Linked DNA regions of Mus musculus: all the other regions are linked to region 3. The links are chromatin contacts, called in public Hi-C and Micro-C maps. All regions are on one chromosome and are shown on one strand. The core of a region is the stretch at or near the end of the contact, and the rest is flanking DNA. Distances in the headings are between cores, read along the strand shown. Region 1 overlaps Gfod1 (glucose-fructose oxidoreductase domain containing 1). Region 2 has its middle 23 kb from the start of Gm20751. Region 3 holds the start of Ranbp9 (RAN binding protein 9).

Region 1 (2,700 bases), core at 103-2,602, 270 kb before region 3:
CTAGAACTCCAAAGATCTCCCTGCTTCTGCCTCTGGAGTGCTGGGAGTAAAGGCACACCCCACCATGCCTCGCCTGACATTTTAATACTTTTCCATCCCTATGATACCGTGAGCCCCTTAAAAAGAAGCAGGGATAGAGAAAGTGAATGGCCCCATCCCTGGGAACAGAGTCCCAACAGGGCTGTAGTAGTCTCTCTCCTGCTCTAGTCCTGCCTCCATGGAAGGACTCACTGGTATGAGGCTCTGCAGAGACACAGTCCTGGGAAAAGGCAGCCTGGGGATGCTGGAAAGCCAGTCTCTCATTGGACTTGCCAAGGGCTTAGGCAAAGCCTGTGGGAACATGGCTCCTGTCTTAGACCAACGATATTCCCAAAGATGTGCTGGATACAGACAGTTAGGTGAAGAAGCACTGGCTTGGTTCACTCTGATCCACAGTTGGGGAGGTGGGAAGGGTACCCTCCACTCACCTTCCTCTCACTAACCCCTCCTACCCCCATATTTCCTGATCACACCATTGAGAGACTGACCTGGACTTCCTCGGCTTGTGTGGGTTCACCAATTCTTTGATCTTTGAAAAATGACAAAATCACCAAACAATGCAATTATAGGAACTTATCCCCACCTGAGTGTCACAGGACTGTATTATAACATTTGGAGAGAAATGTAATATTCGATGTGTACTGGACTCCATGACAGTGACTGGCGTGAGAAGGCCACTGCTCCAGCACTGGCTAAACACCCAGCCATAGCAAAACATTCCCTAGAAGGGAGGTCGCTTTATACTGGCCAATACCAGTTAACCTCTACCATCATGCCCGAGTTTCACAGAGGCTCTAAGGTACTTCCTGGTAATTTATAATAAAAGGCAGAACTTGGCTCTGAGGAGACCTTAGAGATGAGTGTAGTTCCAGTGAGATGTAAAAAAAAGAAGAAAAACAATGGCTATCTACCTCTTAGGACCCCTGAGGTGGGAGTCTGATGGGGTTAATACCTTCCTGACCCCCACAATAAATAGTTTCCTGAACTCTCTGGTGCAAAGTAAAATAGTCAACCATGTTTTGTGCAGGTTTATGTACAAAAGAAGATGGAGAGTTTTGTTATAAATCATCTTAAACTCCTCTAGAATTTGTAAACTTCTTGGTCCACGTAGTTGAAGTTTGAATCTATCATTTTATAACTCCATGTTATTTCTCCCAGTCTCAAAAGGCAGACCCCCAGCTCCAGGAAGAAGGATCTCCTAGGATATGGAGGTCAGATTTGCTTAGAGGCAGCAGAGTTCAAATTCCATCCCTGGGGTATCTCAGGGCTGGAAGTCTCCGATAGGAACTGTGGTATTGGTCCGCCTTCTGCACCTGCTGACCAACCAGAAACTGCTACAGATAACCTGGTTGCTTAGCAACTGCTGCAACCCAATGCCCGGGGAGAGCCGAGAAGGTGAGTGTGTTGGATGCAAGGTTGACGGTCTAATGTCAGGCACGTGTTAATCTCAAGATAACACAGGCAAGAGAAATTCTACACAGGCACCTGCTCCCGTGTGCTCTCACCTTAACGAAAGGTAAAGAAGACCAGCAAGCTAACAGTGCCACTGGAAACTGCTTTGCCCCTCCCAGCAACTCCCGCCCCTCCCCCTGCTGCCGCCCTCTCCCCACCCCCCTTCAGTACATCCTCCAGGACTAGCCTTCACAGCTGGAAAGTGGTGGTGGCAGGCAACTTCCTTAAAGTCCACCGTATCTTCCTTCAACCCCTTGCAGCTGGGGTTAGGAAGTTAAGAACCTGAGGTCTACAGAAGACTCTTACCCCCCCCACCCTCCCCCCACCCCCGCACTTGAGCTTAGAGAAGAATTGTTCTGCTTCCCCACCCCACCCCCACACCGGTGGTTTTGTGAGAACTGCCCACATCATCCAACTAGTTCACTGAATAGCTGTGTGCTTGTTGCGTGAAGGCTAAACCCCACAAGTATTAAACACGGGACTGTAGGCGAGGTGTGCTGTCGGCAAAACAAAGCGAGACAAAGGTAACCCAATGCCCCTCCCACTCCACCCCCACTTCTAGAACCTAAATCCTAAAGAACAATGCGGATCAGGAGTTGAAGGTCATCCTCAGCTACAAGGGGAGTCCAAGGCCAGCCTGGGCTACATGAAACTGAGTCTCAGCCTCTCCCACCAAAATACAGCAAACAAAATCTTAAAGAACACAGGTCAAACACAGAAGCACTACCAGAGAAGAATAAAAGCAAACCATCTATAACTGCACCGCCATGCTTGCTCCTCCCTCGCTAGCAGCTTTCTGTTTCCATAACAAAGAGCTGAGGGGAGTGACTTATAAAGAGAAAGGTTTGCGTTGACTCTGTCTTGAAGGTTTCAGCTCACAATCAACTGCTCCCCTTCTCTGAGCCAGTGTGGCACATGGCAGCAGGAACAGGAGAGGTCAAGCTGCCAACCTCACAGCTGGGAACCAAAAGCATCAGGAAGGGGAAGGGTCTGGGGTCTATCCCACTATCCCCCTGAAGAATACACATCCCAGTGACTGGGCTCCATCCCATAAAGCCAAACCATACACACTGTCCAGCTCCGGGTACTGTGTTGTAGCAACGCAAAATGGACCAAGATAAGGCCTACGCTTTCAGAAGGAATTACCAAAATGGAATAAACAGGAAAAGGACATATCCATCAGGATGACAGGCATGGCCTTCAGCACAG
Region 2 (2,762 bases), core at 96-2,595, 260 kb after region 3:
CCAGGTCGCAAAAAATAAGCACAAGTCTCAGCCCACAAACTGCACGGCAGTCACGGGATAATGGCATTCCAGCTTTCCACTGGAATTTTTTCTTTAAAAAATTTTGTATGTATGTATGTATGTATGTATGTATGTATTTAGAGTCTGTGTGTGTGTGTGAATGCCCTTGTACGTGCACCAAGTAAGTGCAGAGCCAATGGAGGTCAAGAGAGGGCATCAGATCTCCTAGAACTGGGATCAACAACAACAACAACAACAACAACAACAACAACTGGTTCCGGAAAAGGGAAATTGGGGATTAAAGAAACTCTGCTTAGCAGCTCCATAAACGCTTGCTTCTAAGCATCTACAGGGATTGCAGCAACTGCCTGATGTTCCCAGAGGGCAGCGTTTCTGTCACTCCTTAGCTCTCTGATGAGCTGCTAAAGAAAAGAGCCCCAGACACAGGGTCTTCATCCTGCCGTCCCCAAACACACAGAAACGCAATCGTTCCCCACTGTGTCTAAGGATGCCAGACAAAAGCGAGGGGCTTTGTACAGTGTATATTTCTTTTTTTCTCATTTGAAGATTCTGTCATTTTCTTTTGATATTCAAATTTGAATTTCCGTGCAGTTGATTGTCTCCAGAGTCAGGGATAGAAGACCAGCATGCAGTCGCAGACTCGGGTTGAGAGCACTGAGCAGAACTTCCGTGAGGAACAACTCTGCCGACTTAGAGCACGTCTCACTTCCACTCATCAACAACTTTCCTAAAAGAAAGGTCACTGTGACTATGCCACCACACAGCACACCCTATGTACACTTCATGAGGCCTCTTGTTCTAGGGGAAGAAAAATGGCTTCCCCCAAACAGAGCTGGCTCATACTTTAAAAATAAAAATAAAAAACCCATTTTATTTTGCTATTAGTTGATTCCTTAAGGTAATGGAGCTAAGAAGAGCTGATCTCACCTTCTTCTATTGGTCTTTCTTTCAGGATGCTTTGAGTTATGTTCTTATTCACTTTTATCTGTGCTACAAATATTCTGGAAAGAGAGAGAGAGAGAGAGACAGAGAGACAGAGAGACAGAGACAGAGACAGAGTCACACAGACACACAGAGAGACAGAGAGAGAGACAGAGAGAAAGAGAGAGCATGAAAAGAGAAATTACACAGGTCCCCCAACATACAACTCCCTACAATGTCCCCTCTCTACAATGTACCCCCAAATCTATCTTTCTTTCTCCAGCACAGTTGATCACTGGCTAAAATTGTGAGCCCCTCCCCCAGTCTCAGGACCCAGTACAAAGCAGCTGTTCTTAGGGTTCTGTGGCAAATCTAGAGCTGTGTGGCGCTTTCCTGCCACCTAGCGGTGGTGTAGTGAAACAGAGCCTGCAGATCGAGCCAAACAAAGCAAGCCAAACATACTGAGCAAGCCTGTTCAAAAGCGAGCCCTGTTGGTCTGTGCGGCTTAGATCGGTATTAAATGGTGACTTTCGAACTTGTAGGTTTTCTCTTCTAGAAGCCAAGGTTCCCATTTATGAAAGTGGGTTGTCATCCAGTAGTATTACAACGACAAAGCTCAAATTTGGTCACTCTTAAAAGTTGAGAAGGTGAAGGACAGTGCAGGCCAGACGTCAACATTTTGGAAATGAGCCTTTGTAATGGTAACTAACCACGTGCCGGATGAGGGAACCGAAGACCAAGGCGTTGACAGCTGTTTCAAGTTCAAATCATTAGTGAGCACTGCTGGCATGGTTGGAATGCGGGGGCTCGTTTCTTCCTTCCCTGACAAGAGCAACTTGAGGAAGAGGGGCTTTTTATTTTGGCTCAGAGTCCATCATGGCGGGAAAAGCCATGACAGCCAGAAAGTGAAGCAGCTGGTCACGCTGCATCTGCCATCAGGAGTCGGACAGTGACAGATGCCGATGCTCTGCTCACTCTCTCCTTTTTATCCCGGGACCCTGGTTCACGGAGTGGCACAGCCCATACTTACAATGGGCCTTCCCACCTCAGCTAACCGAATAAAGAGTTTCCCTCACAAATAGGCCCAGAGGTTTGTTAAGAATCAACATTAACTTTCCCTTTTACCAGATGTCAACCTGGAGGAGGGTCCTGCAAAGGGTCAATTATTGTGATAGTTCAAGCAAAGGTTACTGCTGTTAAGACCTAGTTTTTGTGTGTGTGTGTATATATATATACACACACATATATATTCATGCATATGCAAACAAAACAGCTATATGCAAATATATGCAAATAACACACACACATACACACACGTTTTCATGTAACCCTGGCTGGCCTAGAATTCACTCTGTAGGTCAGACTGTCCTGAAACCTAATGAGGATCCCCCCCCTTTCTCAGTCTCTCTAAGTTTAAGTGACCGCACTAGGGTTGAATCTGAAGGATTTGGAGCTAAGTTCCCAGAAACAGGACTGGCTATCCTCTCCTTCAAACACATTCTTTTCTCCAGACAGCACATGCTTGTCAGATAGCAGCTGAACCAGAGGGAAGGGTCTGTGAGAGGGACCGGCAGGGATGCTGATCTACATGGGAAGAGCTATCCAAAGAAGCAGACCAACTGCAGCCTCATTAACAGTGTTCCTCACCCTGGGGGATGGGCAGAAACTATTCTCATGATGTAGACATGTGACCCAAACACAGGGAAATAAAGACCCTCCCTGTTGTCTTTGTTGTAGATCCTATGGGGGAAATCTGTAAATTTGTTCCTAGAGCAATCCTTTCAAATGTGTAAAAGGACATAGAAGTATAAAGGACATGC
Region 3 (2,700 bases), core at 161-2,660:
CCTAAAACACCGACTGTGTTCAAACTGATACCACTGCATTTTTTTCTTTGCCCCTTCCACACAGCTAAACTTGACGTATGCCATTAATCTGAGCTACATTTCAAAAACCCCTTACTGGCATTTATAATCTTCTATACAACCAGTTTGCTTAAAGCTTTGTTTTAACCTAGGAAAAAGTGGGGATGGGAGAAAGCAGCAGCCTAAGGTGGTTAACTTTGTTAACTGCAGGTGCAAAATATAAGCCAGTTTTGGTTTTTTTTTTTTTGTTTTTTGTTTTTGAAAATGCTAATCGGTATGTTTTAAAACCCTTGTTTTCAACAAAACTTCATGTAACACCAACCCGGAAACACGGGGCATTTCCAATCCGGAGGGGGGGGGGGTCTGCTCCCCGAAGAAAACAGGGAATCCTGAGGTTCCTCTCCCAGTTGCTTTCAGTAAGGTGCAATGATGGCCAACTTGGGCCCCTTGTCCTTTTGTCCCCCTAGACAATCTCTGGCCTAATTTGGGACAAATCCTCCACTGATCACGCCTCCCTCCCCCTCCTGTGGATCTCTGTTCTCCCTTAATTAGAAACTGTACCTCGGAATCGTGCCTCTCACCCCTGCTGCGTAAGAGGAGATGGCCTGACCCTCCACCTGGAGAACAATGTAACCCAACTCCGGCCCATAGATTTATCTCCAGGAAATCAGAAGGTGCGATGTGTCTGGTCATCCCGGATTCCCTCAAAGCGTCCAGCTCCGGGCCTAGGGATCCCAGCTCCTTCCCACCTGGGACCCCACTCTCACCTTCCCTCGCCCAGAGCCTCGCCCCGCACCGTCCGATCTCTCCGCCGGACCCCGCGCCCCGTACCTTTGTAGTGCACCCGCAGGTTGTTCTGCGAGAGGCCGATGTAGCTGAACTTGTCCTTCGGGCTCCAGGACCGGGGCAGCGGCGTCTCCTGCTCATCCACAGCCGGGTAGAGGCGCTTCAGCCGCCTCTGCAGCTCCTTCTCCTGCTCGTTGAGGGCCGAGTCGCCGTGCGGGAAAGGGGCAGCGGCGCTGCTGCCCGCCGCCAGGCCCGGGACCGGGACGCCTGCGGCCGGGCCGGGGCCCACCGCCAGGCCGGGCGGCGCGGTGGCGGGGGCGGCCGCCGAGGCGGGGGGCGGCGGCGCGGCGGTGGCCGGGGGAGGCGGCGGCGGCGGCGGCGGGTGGAGCAGCAGGGCGGCCGCTGCGGCCCCCAAGCCTCCACCGGGCGAGCCGGCCGGGGAGGAGCCGGCGCTGGCGGCCGCGGCCGCGGGCAGGGCGACTCCGGAGCCCGGGGCCCCGGCGGCGGGCGGCGGCGGCGGCGGCTGCTGTTGCGGCGGCGGTGGCGGCGGCTGCCCGGACATCCCGGCCGCGACTCAGCCTGCGGCACCTCCACTCGTCCCTGCTTCCTCCTGCGCTTCCCGGGGGCGCTGTCGCTGCGGCCGCCGGCACCAGGCGCCCAGAGTCCGCCCGCCCCGGAAGCAGGCGGCGGGCCGCGCGGCCCGGCGGAGCGCGGCGGTTGAGGAGACCGACCGCGGGCGGGCGCGAGGGAGCGTTGGCCAGGCGCTGGCGGGCACGCGACCGGGAGCGATGCGGTGGGACAGCGAGGGGAGCGGGCGGAAGGGCGCGCGGCCCTGGGCGACGCGGTGAAGCGGGGAAGAGAGACTGCGAGGAGGTGCGAGCGGCCGCGGCGGCCGCTGCTCTCGCGGCTGTTTCCCGGCGGGCGAGCGAGCGGGCGGGCGGCGCGAGACGCTGCGCGCGGGCGGCGCCAGGCGAGGAGGCGGGCCGCGGCGCGAGGGGCGGGCCTGGTGCGCGCGCGGACGGCCTTCTCCGCGGCCTGGGGCTCGCCGGCGCGGGCGAGGACGCGGGCGCGGGTTCGGCCGCGGGCCTCCGGTGGCTGCGGGATCCTAGCTGCGCCGACCGGCGGCCTCGTCGCGTCTCGACGGGCCGTCCCCCTCAGCCGCCGGGAGGCCGCAGCGCGCCCAGGCGAGAGCAATCGAGCCCTGCTGCGCCGCCGGGAGCTGAGCCCGGGGTTTCTAACGCCTTACCGCCTAGCTAGCGGGTCAATAAAGGGCCCTTGGAAACCATTTCTGAAGGCGAAGTCTCCCGCTTCATGAGTGACCCTCTCGTTAATTAATTAATTTATGAGGAGTCCGAGTGAACTTAATGGGGGAGAAACAGCCACGTTAGGAATACCAATCAAGACGGGCAGATCGTCAAAGGGCAGGAATGCGAACTGTGTGAGCGTTTAGGAAGGGCTTCTGGAGACAGACGTCAAAACATTTTATAAGCTCATTAATTCTCATCATAGGCCTCTTTGTTAGGTAGCAGAGAATTATGCCCATTTTTTTTTAAACATGGAAATATTTACTGAGGTCAGCAGAGTTTTAAAAAAGGAGACTTCCTACTTTGCAATTCTCAGTAGAGTGCTTGGTCAACCCGTGTGGCACAATTTGCCAAGTGTTGCTCTCTGACCCCCACATAGCATTACTAGTCTGTTTTCGGCACTTCCCTTTGTTTAACCTACCCTTTCCTTAGCCCGGCAAAAATCAGGCTTCACTCCCATAATCTACATGGTACAGATTCCGATGCTGTGTTAGCTTCCGGAGATGATATGCTGGCTCTGATTGGACCGTATAAGCATGGAATGGTTGGTTAATAGAGAACTAGTTATTTTGTTTTTGAAGCGAATGGGTCA

Evidence for each region. Hi-C and Micro-C count contacts between places; a contact is called where the count stands out from the background.
Region 1: a contact with region 3 is called in a Micro-C map of embryonic stem cells, with 2.6 times the contacts expected there. The contact joins the enhancer-like site here to the promoter of Ranbp9 in region 3. A contact is called at or near these places in 2 of 484 Hi-C or Micro-C datasets (embryonic stem cells and myeloid progenitors), 9 of 115 datasets of contacts at active chromatin or transcription factors (the 230-238 cell line, effector CD8 T cells, embryonic forebrain and 5 more) and 2 of 9 other capture datasets (adipose tissue and liver).
Region 2: a Hi-C map of cerebellum shows a contact between it and region 3, with 3 times the contacts expected there. The contact joins the enhancer-like site here to the promoter of Ranbp9 in region 3. A contact is called at or near these places in 1 of 39 promoter capture datasets (hippocampal neurons), 9 of 484 Hi-C or Micro-C datasets (B cells, adipose-derived mesenchymal stem cells, cerebellar granule neurons and 6 more) and 5 of 115 datasets of contacts at active chromatin or transcription factors (embryonic forebrain, large pre-B cells, neural progenitor cells and 2 more).

Annotation. Positions count from the first base shown.
Region 1 is chr13:43,213,864-43,216,563 of GRCm38.p6, forward strand. The region is part of intron 1 of Gfod1 (glucose-fructose oxidoreductase domain containing 1); the gene reads right to left. Among named protein-coding and RNA genes, the nearest start is that of Gm40929, 43 kb to the left of the region's middle. Within about 2 kb of position 1,353, at least 92 of the 459 cell types and tissues checked have an H3K27ac peak or open chromatin away from gene starts, as enhancers often do. A contact at or near this core is called in effector CD8 T cells, embryonic stem cells, liver and 1 more, where this site is marked.
Region 2 is chr13:43,738,491-43,741,252 of GRCm38.p6, forward strand. No RefSeq gene overlaps it. Among named protein-coding and RNA genes, the nearest start is that of Gm20751, 23 kb to the left of the region's middle. Within about 2 kb of position 1,346, at least 27 of the 459 cell types and tissues checked have an H3K27ac peak or open chromatin away from gene starts, as enhancers often do. A contact at or near this core is called in B cells, cerebellum and neural progenitor cells, where this site is marked.
Region 3 is chr13:43,479,563-43,482,262 of GRCm38.p6, forward strand. Ranbp9 (RAN binding protein 9) reads right to left here and starts at 1,411. Exons shown (of 14, transcript NM_019930.2): 1 at 850-1,411. The coding sequence starts at 1,366.